Regions from separate parts of the Mus musculus genome. Here region 1 is linked to region 2. The links are chromatin contacts, called in public HiChIP or PLAC-seq maps. All regions are on one chromosome and are shown on one strand. Each heading gives the region's core, a stretch centred on a gene start, on an enhancer-like site or on the middle of the called end of the contact. The rest is flanking DNA. Distances are from core to core; before and after follow the strand shown. Region 1 holds the start of Masp1 (mannan-binding lectin serine peptidase 1). Region 2 overlaps Masp1 (mannan-binding lectin serine peptidase 1).

The links. HiChIP or PLAC-seq counts read pairs in DNA pulled down with a chosen protein or histone mark.
Region 1: a contact with region 2 is called in an H3K27ac HiChIP or PLAC-seq map of embryonic stem cells, with 7 read pairs. The contact joins the promoter of Masp1 here to the enhancer-like site in region 2. A contact is called at or near these places in 1 of 39 promoter capture datasets (liver), 1 of 15 datasets of contacts at CTCF or cohesin (the NIH/3T3 cell line), 14 of 484 Hi-C or Micro-C datasets (the C2C12 cell line, Sertoli cells, cerebral cortex and 5 more), 3 of 115 datasets of contacts at active chromatin or transcription factors (embryonic fibroblasts, embryonic stem cells and heart atrium) and 2 of 9 other capture datasets (adipose tissue and liver).

Annotation. Positions count from the first base shown.
Region 1 is chr16:23,519,165-23,526,076 of GRCm38.p6, forward strand. It overlaps Masp1 (mannan-binding lectin serine peptidase 1), which reads right to left and starts at 1,651. Exons shown (of 11, transcript NM_001359083.1): 1 at 1,382-1,651. The coding sequence starts at 1,386. It also overlaps a transcript of Rtp4 not described here.
Region 2 is chr16:23,477,823-23,484,687 of GRCm38.p6, forward strand. It overlaps Masp1 (mannan-binding lectin serine peptidase 1), which reads right to left. Exons shown (of 11, transcript NM_001359083.1): 7 at 6,529-6,647; 8 at 5,573-5,651. Among named protein-coding and RNA genes, the nearest start is that of Masp1, 40 kb to the right of the region's middle. Within about 2 kb of position 4,604, at least 3 of the 459 cell types and tissues checked have an H3K27ac peak or open chromatin away from gene starts, as enhancers often do. A contact at or near this core is called in embryonic stem cells, where this site is marked.

The sequences.
Region 1 (6,912 bases), core at 401-2,900, 38 kb after region 2:
GTTAGGTGCTGGTCACATGACCATGAAGACCTACAAAGATGAAGACATTGGTTACATCCCTCGGAAGTGGGAAGTGGACATTTAAATCAGTAGCCACGCCAGAGATGACAAGAAATATGGCCACAGATGAGAACAAAGGAAGAGATGCCATGTCTGAGGGATGGAGATCAGAAACGAGGACACAATGTTGAGCGAAATACCTGGGAGGGTTGTCCTAAATTGAGGGTTAAGCATATACAACGGTGAGCTTTTGGGATGGCTGAGGCACAGGTAAGGCAGAATATCATTCCACAGTACAAAGGAAGAAAAGCCATTGTTTCAGAAGAAGGGAAAAATGAACAAAACCAAAGGACAACTTTACAAGATCAGAATGACGGAATGAACTTTTAGAGACAGCTCTTCCTCCTAGGCATAGGTCAATGCAATCCAAAGTTACACAGATGGAAGCTCACTCTTTATTGGCCCTGGACTGAGCAAGTTACCAGGTGACTGAAGAAAAGAAACAAATAGAAACTTTCCTGATTTAAAGGAAAGCGAATGGAAAATAGGTGTGTAGGGACTTAACACATCTCCAGAGTGTGTTTCCTTGCTCTTTTTGACACTTACAAGTGATAACAATAATTAGGATAGTTGGGGTTTCAGACTCTGGTAAAGCTTATAAGAAATGCCTGGTGAGGAACATGAAGGGACACAAGAAACAGGGAAGGTTGAAGAGCTTCAAGCCCATTAGAATTTAAAGTGGTAGGTTTCTGAATCCCACATGCTCCTTAAAAAAACTGTGGTGTCTCTTTAAGAGCCATTTGGTGCATTTCCTAGCCTGATTCATGTCACCAGCTGCCTCTGATTTCAGTGAGAAATGCAGAATTTATAGGGAACTGTAAAATGGGGACAGGTTTCTAGTTTTCTAAATTGAGGTTTAACTGGCAAACTTCTGAAGGCTCAAGAAACCACAAGTGAGGCTGTGGGGGGAACTGTTGTCTTTTCCGGTCAGAAAAAAAAAATATAAACACACAAACACATTATCTAACTCTCAAAGTGTTGGGAGAAAGAAATCAGTGCTCTTTGCCGAGCAGCAAAAAGAAGAATCAGCCTTGTGGGCAGGAGGAGGAGGAGGATCGCATTGGCCAGTAGGCAGCACCCTGTGCTGGCAGAGAGAGAAATCTGAGCCTCAGCCTCGCCAGGAGCAGGCTTTGCACAAACTATCTGGTTTCAAGTTGCGACTCTCCGGAGTCCCTGGGAAGGTGCCCCAGGGACAGGGCCCCCAGGATTGATGAGACTCCCCCATCCCCAGCCGCCCAGAGGATAAGCAGGTGAGTCTGCCTAGAGACAAGGTCAGACCCAGCGGGCTGCTCTCCACTCGGTCCCCTGACCAGGCACTCACCTCATTTTCCTGCTCTGTGAGCTCCTGGCTTTGGTTCCTTCTGCCAGACTTGTCTGTGAGCTCGTCCCAGTCCCCGGTGTGGTGTCAGCGATGCCTTATCTTTGTTCTGAGGTCCCTGTGTGTCTCTGGAATTGGCTGGCATTCTCCATTCAGGTCACGCCTTCTCCTGCCTGCAACAGATCCCCTCTCCCCCTCTCCCTCTGGCTTTCCCTCTCTCCTCTCTCTGTCTGAGCTTATGTACACTCGGAGGGACCTGACAGACTGTTTCCTTGCAAGATCTGTTAGCCAGTCCCCTCCTAGGGAGGGACTGCAGCCCTTGAGAAAAAAATCTGAGAGACTTAGAGGTGTGTGTGTGTGTGTGTGTGAGAGAGAGAGAGAGAGAGAGAGAGAGAGAGGAGAGAGAGAGAGAGAGTAATTTCTCTTCAGCCTCCCTTGCCTGATGGCTATAATTGTTCTACTTTAGGACCCCAGCAAAAGAACAATTAAACAGAAACAGCCAACTAAAAAGGCAGTTCTAGGAGATTATAAAAAAGAAGGCAGATTCCAAGCCTCAGCCTGTTCGTGGACATCCACAGGTTTTTTTTTTTTTTTTTTTTCCTTCTGAAAACCTCGTGGCTGGCCCCGCTGGTGAGGGAGCACCAGTTCCTGCAGTTGGCTACTTACTCTCCCCACTTGAAAGGCTGCTGCGTGGCACTGTCTAACTGCAAGCATGCAGAGATCTAATTTACCCAGTTGGGAAAAAGGCTTCAGCAAAGCCAGAGAGCCAGGTGCCCCATGCATCTAGAAAGAACTGTGCCTGTGTGCTGTCAGTGCCTCAGGCCCCATAGAGAAACGTACAGCAGATCTATGCTGAGCTGAGTAATAAGAGAGCCCTCTTCCTAAAGACAGCACCACATATAACCCTCTCCACAGCTAACCCCTACTGTAACTCCACCACAGTATCATCTCTGCAGTCCGACATCTCAGTCCGACAGAGGCCCTTCCACAGTAATAACCCCAACACACAAAAGTGGCAGCCTGCGCTGAAGGGCGTGTGAGGTGGGTGGGCCCGCTCACCTGCATCATTTCAGCGCCAGGCACAAACGCTGTCTAAATCACTTCCACAAACTTCTGAGGGTTCTCTCTGATGGATCTTTTCCAGGTGGGAAAATGATGTCTTAACAAGATTATAGGACTGGCCAAGGCATCCAGGATCCCACTACCACTTCTGGAGCCATTGCCACCTCAAGCCAGCTGTTAGAAGAGCCACTGGGCGCTAACCCTGGCCCCACTCGTTCCTTCGAGAACCTTGTCCAGGCCTGTGGTAGCATTATAACTCCAGTAAAGAAAGTGCCCAGAGGAAGTGGTCATACACTTAGGAAGGGAGGAAGAAGTCCATCTCTCATGGGTTCCATGACACCACGTCTCGGTAACGTATCACAGAGCACGTGGCGTTTGCAAACCACATACATCCACTAACAGAGAAACCGAGTCCTGAACTATTTCAAGCGCTTTAGATGCTGATCCAGACTTTAACGGTGATCTATGTTTTCTGACCAACCTGGCTGCGTACAGCACTGTTTCAGATCCCATCTCTTTGTTCGCTGAATGGAAACTGTAACGAGGCACAAGTGAGAATTTGAGGATGAGCTGCTTTTCAGTCATGCAGAAGGCCACCTGCCACCTGAATCAAGGTGCCAAACACATTCTCCACCCTGAGATAGCTCTCCTTGACGTATTTTGGGGGGAGCAAAGATTTGACATTTACTGTAACCCCTTCTTGTCTTTCCTCCAAGTTCTCCAGTTTAGCTTTCCTGAGTGCCAGCCTTGTGTGATTGGCATGATTATGAGGCTCTGGCTGATAATGTAGTGTAAGTGTGTGTGATGAGGAGGGAGGTTTGAACTCAGGCATTGCCCGAGAGAAATGGTCTCTGTTTCAGGCAGGACAAGAAAGAAAACCCTGTAAAATCTCCATTAAGCAGACTGTCAGGCTCTTTAGACATCAAATAACTCTCACAAAAAAACATTTTAATGATTTAAGTGTAAATGAATCAGAAACACATGGGCTGCATTTCTTTTGGAATACACAAGGGTTTTCAAACCAAAGGAGAAAGAACTTGGCAAGACGCACACAGTGCACAGTGGCCTTGCCCGGGGAAGGAGTCCGGCAATTCTCCCTGCAGCTGAGCCCACCCTCTCTGGAGTTAGCATATGTTAAGGAAAGGCGTTCACTCTAGATCTGGGCACAGAGGGAAGAGTTTGAGAGGGAAAGCCATAAGCTACCCCTTGTAAAGTGTCACAGAGAGCAATTAGACCTCCAGAAATAGCTTCTTGCCCTAGCTTTTTAAAGACTGCCAGTGATCAATGGGAGACACTTGAAGGGTATTCTGAGTGAACATTCTAGCAATTTGCAGCAGCTCTGCTATATGGCGTCCTTAGGTGTCAGCCAAGGCTCGGTTGGAGCTGCTGGAATGCACACAGTCACAGAGGTGCAGTGGAGGCTCTGGGTGTGTGACTCCTGCAGCTGCCCACTGGCTTGCACTATGCTTTTAATGAAGACTCCCTGAGGTGTCTCCATCATACCCAGGTGTGAGAGGATGGCCGTGCTGCTCTGGGGTTTGGAGCACTGGGCTGTAGTCCCAGTAGTTGCAGCTTCAGGCAAGTCACCTACTTTCTTTGTGGGGTATCAGTTCATTGAGTGTGAGCACATAGAACATGATGTGGGCTTGAGAAGATGCACGGATGAGAGGCTGCTCGCCTGCACTGAGGTAGGAGGCCAGAGGAACCCCACAGTGGTGTCGCTTGCTTTCCCTGTGGTTCTGACAGTGTCGTCATTCATTATTCAGAATCCTATCACGGCTATTAAGAAAAATTATGTTTGGAAAGATTCAATTAGTCTCTTTAAAAGTTTGACAAAAAGTGGCTTAAAATGCACACAAGGAACCAATAGTTCTTAGTTCTAAGCAAAGAAATGGGGACAACAGGGGTGAGCTCAGAGCCCTGGCCTTCTCGCCACAGTCAGGAAGCCCTATCTATCAGAAAGGCAGCTTATGTGAGAATGAGTCCTATAGTTTTCCTACCCTGGAACACCGGGGTTTACATTTTCTACCAAAGTATTTATTTTGTAGTGTCTGAGTGAAAGTTTCTGGAATGCTATGAATGTGTCAGAAAATGTAAAGAATTTGGTCAGTGGGTTGTTCTTTGGCAGGGCAGGGGTCAAAGTCTGAAACTCAGGCTTCCTTTTGAATATCTAAGAAATAAATAAAGAGCTTGAGGCAATTTAGAATCACAGATGTGGTGGAGCACAACTATAATCCCTGTTCCCAAAGGGCGGACAAGAAGACAGCAAAGTCAAGGCTAGTTAGGAGGCACAGTGACACCTGAATCAAAAACCAAAGCAAAACAAAAACTAAACGTTAGGTCGCTCAGCACCTCGACCAGGACAATGCCCAATACCATTACCTTCAGACTTTCCTGGTCATCACAACTGTGAGAAATTAAAAGAATGCCCATGCTTCATCCAGGGACACTCAAATTCACTTCAGTGTGGTTGCTGAATCTGACACTGTGAAACCCCGCCTGGCACGATTATACCATTTTTAATGCATACCTCATAAAGCATTATTATAAGTGGGATTATTTTCCTGATTCCTTTCTCAACACATATAGGAAAGGTACTGATTTTTATTTTGTTTTTGATCCTCCTACTTTCCTGTGTTTATCAGTTTTAAGGGTTTTCTGACAAAGTGCTTAGGGTCTTTCACACATAATGGACATTGTTTACTTACACATATGTTAAAAATAAACATTCTTCAATAGTAGTCCCAGGAAAGCTAGGTACTCTCAGGTAGGAGAATGGAACTAGATTCCCATTTCTCATGCTGTACAAAAATCAATTGAAAAGTGTCTCACACACACACACACACACACACACACACACACACACACACACACAAGGCTTCATGTAAGACCTGGAATTCTGATTCTGTTAGAGAAAAGCACGGGGAAGGTGTGTCAAGATATAGACACAGGGAAAGACTTTCTGAAAAGGCCTCTAGGAGCTCACAAAATAAAATCAAGAATTGACACATTATTTTGTGAAATTAATAGGTAGCTACAGAACAAAGGACATAATGTAAGGAGACAACAGAGAGAACGGGAGGAAATCTTTGCCACCTACCTGTCTGACAGGCTAATCCCTAGACTACCTGAAGAACTGAAAACCCTAAATGCTCCAAAGTCAAACATCCCAAGTAAACAATAAAATGAACAGACCGTTCACAAAGAGCCAGAGAACAAGTAGGAAAATATTCAGCATCCTTAGCCATCAAGGGAATTCATATTAAAATGTCATTGAGGTATATTCTATGTCATCTCAGTCAGAATGACCATTGTCCTGAAAAAGGTTAGACACTTTGAATTATTGTACTACAGTACAAAATTTTATATATTTATGATATGCAATATAATTTAATTAGATATATGGAATGCATAGACTCAACAAATTAACATATATATCTTCTGGAAGACTATCTGACAGATAAAAATTGATTCATGGTTTCATGAGGGACATGGAAGGTGGTGCTCTGTAGTGGAGGGAGCTTGTTACATTGCCACATGTAGGTAAAGGAGTCTACCTCTAAGGCTGAAGGTTCACCCTCAAGTTCTCTTCTTTCAAATGTGGAAGCTGTGATGGATGCGGTCTTGGCCTCAGAGAACTTACCTCATTGTTCTGGGACAGAGCAATATATTTCTCAGCACCTGCCTTGTCTGTAACTTTTAATTTGCTCTTGCTCTTCTCTTCATAAAGCTACATGTTTTATGTATTTTCTGCTCTACCCATTGCTATTTTTCACTGTACACCTGGAGAAGAGTGGCAAGCAATAACTACACCACAGCCTAAAACTGACTATTATTGAACAAATGAGGTTGTGACTTTTGAATCCAGCCTCACTTAAGTACTCAGAACATGCCCAGGATAAATGCAGATTCTTTGACACAATGTAGCATGAGTGAGCTCTAGTGCACTTCCCCATTAAACACCTTCTTCTCTGAAGCCTTAGGAGTCAGAAACCCTCTGTCATGTTTCTCTCAGAATTCATATCTCCCAAACACCTATCAGAATGGAACATTAAGCTCTGCTTTATAACATTCTAGAGCTTCTCTAGCCTGCAGCTCTAAGAACTTCCTGACTTCTCCCAGATCTTTTGACTCCTCCCAAACCATTTTCAAAGGCCAAAGAACCATACGATCAGGTTTACCATGGCAGCAACCCCACTCCTGACACCAACTTCTGCATAAGTTACTTTTCTTGTTGCTGTGACCGAATACCTTATCAGAAGTACTTACAAGATTTTTTTTTTTAAAGGATGAAGAGTTTACCTTGGCTTACAATTTGAGGGTTGCAGCCATTGATGCAAGAAAGGCATAGCCATAGGAGTTGGAGGTGGCTTGTCATTTTATCTGCATCCAGGAAGCAAAGAACAAACAGGAAGGGAGCCCGGGCTATAAAACCTTAAAGCCCACCACCACACTTTTTCCTATGAAGCTTC
Region 2 (6,865 bases), core at 3,354-5,853:
CCAGAATATAGATGTTCTTGTAGTTTGTGAAACCTAGGCCTTGAACCTAACCCTAATTCTAATTCTAACCCTAATCCTAACTCTAACCCTAACTCTAACCCTAGTCTTAACATGATGGATAAGACTGGGATAATGCAGGATACAAGTTGCTATTTAAAACCATAAGTAGACTGTACTCTCCTGATGAGACTGGAAGCAGATGTTTGTTCTGCCTGTCTACCCTAGACAGGATGCTGGTACTACTGTCCCTACCCCTCACCCCCGAGCTTTCTGAGAGTTCCTTTGGCCTCAATAATCCTCATGACCCAACTCTCCTGTCCCTAGTGGAAGGACTGAATGTTTGGCCTTGGCCTTGAATGGTTGATGCTTATAGGAGACACTTTCTGAATAGAGGGCATGCTTTCTTGTCACCCCAGATAAGTCACTCTGCCCACTCATATGGTTGCCAGAGAGAGGAGGGTGGTAAACAGAAAACAAAGGGTCATATCAGCTTGATTGTAGTCAGTGTGGAAGGAGCATCCTTCTTCCTACATGCAGAATGACAGGGAGAAAGTCATGTCTCTGAGAAGAGATAACTTTCCCAAGAGCAGTGTTGGGTGACCCAATCAGTGTGCATCAGAAACTGTCTCCAGCTGACTTAGTAAGCTTGTTCTATGCTTGTCTTAGGCCCCTCCTACACCCTAGACTCAGGATGTTCTTCTCCTCTCTCTGCAGCCTGCTCTGCTCACCACTCTGCTATGAGCTGCACTGCCCCATACCTTGTGTCTCTGGCTAGTTCTTACTGCCATTTATGTTTCTTCCAATACATTTTTCTTGGCCTGAGCTCTAAACACACTGTTCTGCAAATCAAGGGCTTCTTACAGAGCAATACAGAGCATCTGACCTGGTACTCAGGACCAAGGATGATGCCACATGCCCATTCTGGCCTCATTCTCTTTCCCTCAGGTTACCTGTACTCCAATGTCATCAGACTCTCCAGAATATCACTTCCCTCTTACAGGTATTACCTGGCCCACCTGGCCCACCGCTGATATATGGTACATTTGTAACACTGCTAGCTGGGGTAGGTTATGTTCTTGTGGGGGCTGATAAACAAACATTTGCCCGGATGACATTTGTCTTTGGTATCCCTCTCATCTCCTATCTATCAAGGGCATTTTTACCCCAAGACAGCACCTCAGTCTCCAGAACCCACCCACACTCATGGGATTCTGCCCTCACCAAGGTCAGAACCCTAGGGATCTAGGTCACTTGATCATCAAATTGGGCAGTCACTGAATAAGAGGTGGCCCCTCCTCTCATGTGTGAACTCAGACAGACATTGCCCTTTAGATACCAGCATGCACACTGCAGTTCTCCAGCCCTTTCTTCACCATTGCTAAGGACCTAGTTATAGCCTTGACCCCAACTTGAGGGCCACTGCTTCCAGATGTGATGCTCGTTTCTATAGCCATGACCCTAAGCTGAAGACTGCTGCTTCCAGATGTGATGTTCATTTCTTTAAGGTTTTTAATAGTGAGTTTAAAATAAAAAATAAAAAAAAACTTGTAAGCCCCAGCAGTAAAGAACCTCAGATAACAGAACTTCATCCCAAAAAGTGTGGCTGGGACATACACTTTCTGAATATGAAAACATCCAGACTCGCCCACATCCACACTCTGTGTCATCATTCAGTCTATAAACCCATGGTTGTTAGGGACATACACTTTCTGAATATGAAAACATCCAGACTCGCCCACATCCACACTCTGTGTCATCATTCAGTCTATAAACCCATGGTTGTTAAGACAGCAGTAGAAGCCAGAGATTTGAAAGTCATTAAGTAGTTGGCACCCTGACCCACTTAAACTTATAGTATGGAGTGAATCAGTTGTGATGGCCCATGTTGCTCTAGGTCACATGATTGTACATTAAATTTGTGGTTTTTTTTAACCCAAGGACATATTTTCCTTTGAGAAGAGTACAGTTCACTGAGAGATTAAAATAATCACCCATTGTCTTTTCATTGCTTTTTGCAGTAAGTTTGAATGGTGAGTAAATCGTCAGGAGAGAGAGAGAATGTTCTCAGGTAGGCAGCTCTTTCTGATGATGAGGCTTGCTGCCTAGCTCAGCATCCATTCTAATCCACACTCAAGTGGGCAATGGAGTGTTGGTGGGTGGGGCGGGGTGGGGCGGGGTGGGGTGGCTCTGGAAGGGATTGGGTTCTCTGTAAGTAATCCATTCTCAGATGTTGCACTGTGTGGGGTTCCCGCCAGTGCCAATCATTCACTCTGCCACTGGCTCTGACTCCAGCTCCTTCTCCAATTCGATCTCGCTTTCTGTCACCATGGTGAAGGCAAAGGAGGATCAGGAGACAGAAGGAAGAGAGCAGAGAGAGAGGGAGGGAGAGAAGGAGAGAGAAAAGGAAGAGAGAAAAATTAGCAAGCAAAGCAGAAATAGTTCACGCAGGAAACACAGAAACCGTTCCACCAGAGCTGACTAAGAATGAAGTTTAGGCACAGCCATTGTGAAGGACAGTCTGGGATGGCTGAATTTGTATCCTTCTGAGAATTTACATAGTCTTACATCCTGGCTCTTGAGGAAGAGAAAATCCTGCCCCTGGCTGGGAGCTTTGCATTCATCCAGCCCAAATGCTTATTTGACAGATGGCATTCAGAGTATAGCAGGACTTGTCACCACTTTGTGGTGACAGGGCCAAGATTCCCATAATTTCCACTTCCTGTTCCTCTTTACATTTTTTATCATCTCTCTTTCTCTTTTTCTCTCTCTTCCTCCCTCCCTCCCTCCCTCCCTCCCTCCCTCCCTCCCTCCCTCCCTCCCTCTGTCTCTGTCTCTCTCTATGTCTGTCTGTCTCTGTCTCTGTCTCTCTCTTGGAGACAGGGTGTTATGTGGCCTAGGCTGTCCTTGAACTCATTATATAGCTGAAGATGACCTTACATTTCTAATCTTCTTATCCCCAGACTCTTATCTCTGAAGTGCTGCAGTTACAATAATGTGCTGCCATGTGTGGTAGCACATGCAATGCTGGGGACTGGATCCAGGGCCTTGTACATTCTAAGCAAGCATGCTACCACCCCAGCTACATCCCCAGTCTCTGTGTTGCATAGTCACACCTTGCAAGCTTTCTCTCTCTCTCTCTCTCTCTCTCTCTCTCTCTCTCTCTTTCTTTCTTTCACCCCTACTTTCACATTCCCAAGGACTCAACTTGTCAGTCTTATCTGTATAAGACCTAGCAGAGTACAAGGTACCCACAGATGCTCAGAGATGCTGGCTGTGTGTTAATAAGAGCTGAAGCCGTCCTAATATACTTTAATGCAGATGAATTGGGTCAAATTTTCAGTATAAAATGTTAACATGTTCTGTGGCTGTCTAGCACAGGGCATATAAAATAATAGTATCTAGGGGCTAGAGAGAGGGACTAAGCAGTTAAGAACACTGGCTGCTCTTTCAGAGGATCCGGGTTCAGTTCCCAGCACTCACATGGAAGCCCACAACTGTCTGTTACTCCAATTCCACATCTGACACACTCATAGCAATACACAAAGTAAAACTAAATAAGGTATTATTTTAAAAAAATACCATCTCATGTTGTAGTGACTTCCTCTTTCAAGGCGCCCATTATAATTTACCAGGAAAAAGTGTTAATAGCACCTTCTGCTTTTCAAAAACATAAGACAGAGATACCAAGCCCTGCCCAGTGATGGGGATGGGCTGAGGAGATCTAAGCACTCACTACCCGGAATGTATTCCTGCTCCTTACAGGCACACTGGGTGTAGGCATCCAGTAAGTTGTCAGCACAGTCGTGACCAGGGGGCATGAGGCCAGAAGAGTATGAACACATTGCCTACTGCTAGAATAAACACCTAAAGCCCCAGCTTCCCAACTACAGAGTCTGCTTCGGTCCTGGACACTGAAAACCTCCATTGATCGTCTGCAGAATGACCCTTGCTTGGCCCTGCACACACCTTGCTAGAGCCCAGGCACACTGCACACTGGGCCACCTTACTGCAGGAACATACGAGGTCCTCAGGCTTTGTACTGGCTAGTTTTGTGTCAACTTGACACAGCTGGAGTTATCACAGAGAAAGGAGCTTCAGTTGAGGAAATGCCTCCATGAGATACAACTGTCAGGCATTTTCTCAATTAGTGATCAAGGGGGAAAGGCCCCTTGTGGGTGGTGCCATCTCTGGGCTGTCTGTCTTGGATTCTATAAGAGAGCAGGCTGAGCAAGCCAGAGGAGGCAAGCCAGTAAAGAACATCCCTCCATGGCCTCTGCATCAGCTCCTGCTTCCTGACCTGCTTGAGTTCCAGTCCTGACTTCCTTTGGTGATGAACAGCAGTATGGAAGTGTAAGCTGAATAAACCCTTTCCTCCCCAGCTTGCTTCTTGGTCATGATGTTTGTGCAGGAATAGAATCCCTGACTAAGACAGGCTTGGACCTTGTCTTCTCCATCTGGACTCTCTCCTGAACTCTGCATTGGCATTCGGTGAGTGCTTCGCTTATTCCTGAAGCTATAAAATGGCAGTCTTTTCCCCTCACTTGACCCTGACCACAGCCCATCACCATATGAAAAGGAAAACCAGCCCATTTTGATTGTGCTCAGCTGCCTGGGGTTTGCCCCCGCCCCAGCCCTCCCACCAGGATTCCTAGTGGGAAAGGATCTGGCTGAGTGCTGGGTGGCAGTGAAAAGAAAGGGGACAGAACCCAAAGTCACAAAATGGTGGGAGGGGCACTGACTATAATATCTTAACTTAGAATTCTCTATTCTAAAGCAAGTCAAAGAGTCCCCCTCCCCCTGCAAGGACACTGTTACTATTTATAGCTGCTAAAATTATAATCCTTGAACATTTTACATTTGAAATTACTTGGGTATGAAAGTAATGGAGTAGTAGCTGGAAATCTATCTATCTATCTATCTATCTATCTATCTATCTATATTCTATAACACTCAATAGCTTATTTATGTGGATTATTTCTCTCTAGAACCATTGGCACACATTCTAGAATTAAAGCTACTCCATACTCTCTATTTTATAGTTACAGAAACGTCCATGGTCTTGTAATACGTTAGGGGCACACAAGGCAAGAACTCCAGGTCACCAGAGCTAGTGGGGTTCTGTGTGATGACCCCACAGCCCTAAGTCAGCGGCTGACCCGGAAGACTTAGCAGGTGAGCGATTGGCACACAGACACTCAAGGCCACTGGGCTCTGGGCCTGAGCGCCAAACTAGTTTCCCAAACTAGCAATTCCAGAGCTAAAGCTCATTTCAGACATTGAGATGTGCTTATATTCCTTTGCCACATTTGTACCCTGTTTGAAGGTGTGCGTGCGTGCGTCGTGCATGCGTGCGTGTGTGTGTGTGTGTGTGTGTGTGTGTGTGTGTGTGTGTGATTCCAAAATCTTATTCTTGAATTGGGCTCTTATATTCCTTGGTCTAGCTACTACATGGTTAGTGATCTCTGTCTGCCCCTCTCAGAGAGCTCTGTCAAAGCCTTTCACCCCATGCTCGGTGCTTCAAGCCCACCATGAAGGAATGCATCATTGGAATCAACCCGTTTGATTTTCTTACTTTTACAGGTGGGGATCTTGTTACTCCATGCACCGTCCTTCAGACACTCAATTTGGAATGTGTCCATCACCTCGTTATCCTGAAAGGAAGCCAGGAGGGCGTGGGAAGACGGAGGGAGTGGGTTAGCACATATTTCCTAACAAAGATAACGCAAACTTCAAACCTGGCTCTCTTCAACTAGGAATTAGCCCGATGAGTCTCAAAGGCAAACTTGCCCATAAATGCATGACATGTCATGTCGCCATTAGCCTCATTCACACGCTAGGCATGGGCAAGTGTTTCTAGAGGAAAAACTATGGTTTTGACTCTGGGTTTAGGGCAGAGGTTCTCCAATTAGAGCAAGGGGTCAGCATCACCCAGAGAAGGCTAGTGGAGACCGGCTGCTTGTCCCTGCCACGAAGATTTCAATTCAGTTCTTCTGACCTACCCAAGGATTCAGAGTTCTAATCAGCTCCCAGGTAATGCTGTTGTTGATGGTGACTGGGCCCTTCTCGAGGAAACTTCCTGCAGAGCAGTGGGCCTCTAGCTTGGCTCTACATTGGGTTCACCTGGGGAACATAACAATCCTAACCCCTGGTTCCAGCCCCTCGTGCCCGCAAGTGGGAACTTTGCTTTCTTACTCTGAAGGGTAGCTAGGTGGGCTGGCACTTTGGAGGGAGTGAGAGGAGTGCCCGTCTGCCACCTTTAAACCTGCTTCTTGTTCAGCACCATCATCCTCCAGCACCTCTGAGGAACTTTGTCAAGGTTGTAGTCCCTCATCCTTAAGCCATATGAAACCTTATTTAAAAATTCAGGACAACTCATTGCTCTGATAAACAACTTTGTGTCATGTCCTGAATTGAGAGGTGCCCAGAATGCATCATTTCTGAATTTCTGGAGTCTTTGGGGAAGCTTAACAGGATGTTAGGAGGCACCCGGCAGGCAGTGTTTTCCCGGCCGGCCGCGGCGCTCTGCACCTTTAGCACTTTGTAGCCTGTGTCACAGCTGACGAGCACTTGGTCTTTGAAGGAATACACGGCCTGCGAGGGCTCGATTTTCCCGTACACAGGAGGCTGTAGCTTTGGGCACTCATTTCCTGGCAGGAAGCAAATGAAAAGACAGCAGGTGAGAAAACCAAGAGGAAATGACAGCAGAGGACCCCCACCCCAACCCTCACACTGAGGAAGCGAGGCCTGAAATGAGGTGGAAACAACAGGGCCTGGGGTCTAGAAGAAGAGTTTGGAAAGCAGGGGTGAGTCACTTTCTAATGCAGCCTGCCATTAAAGTGAAGGAGGCAGCCAAACAGCTTCATGA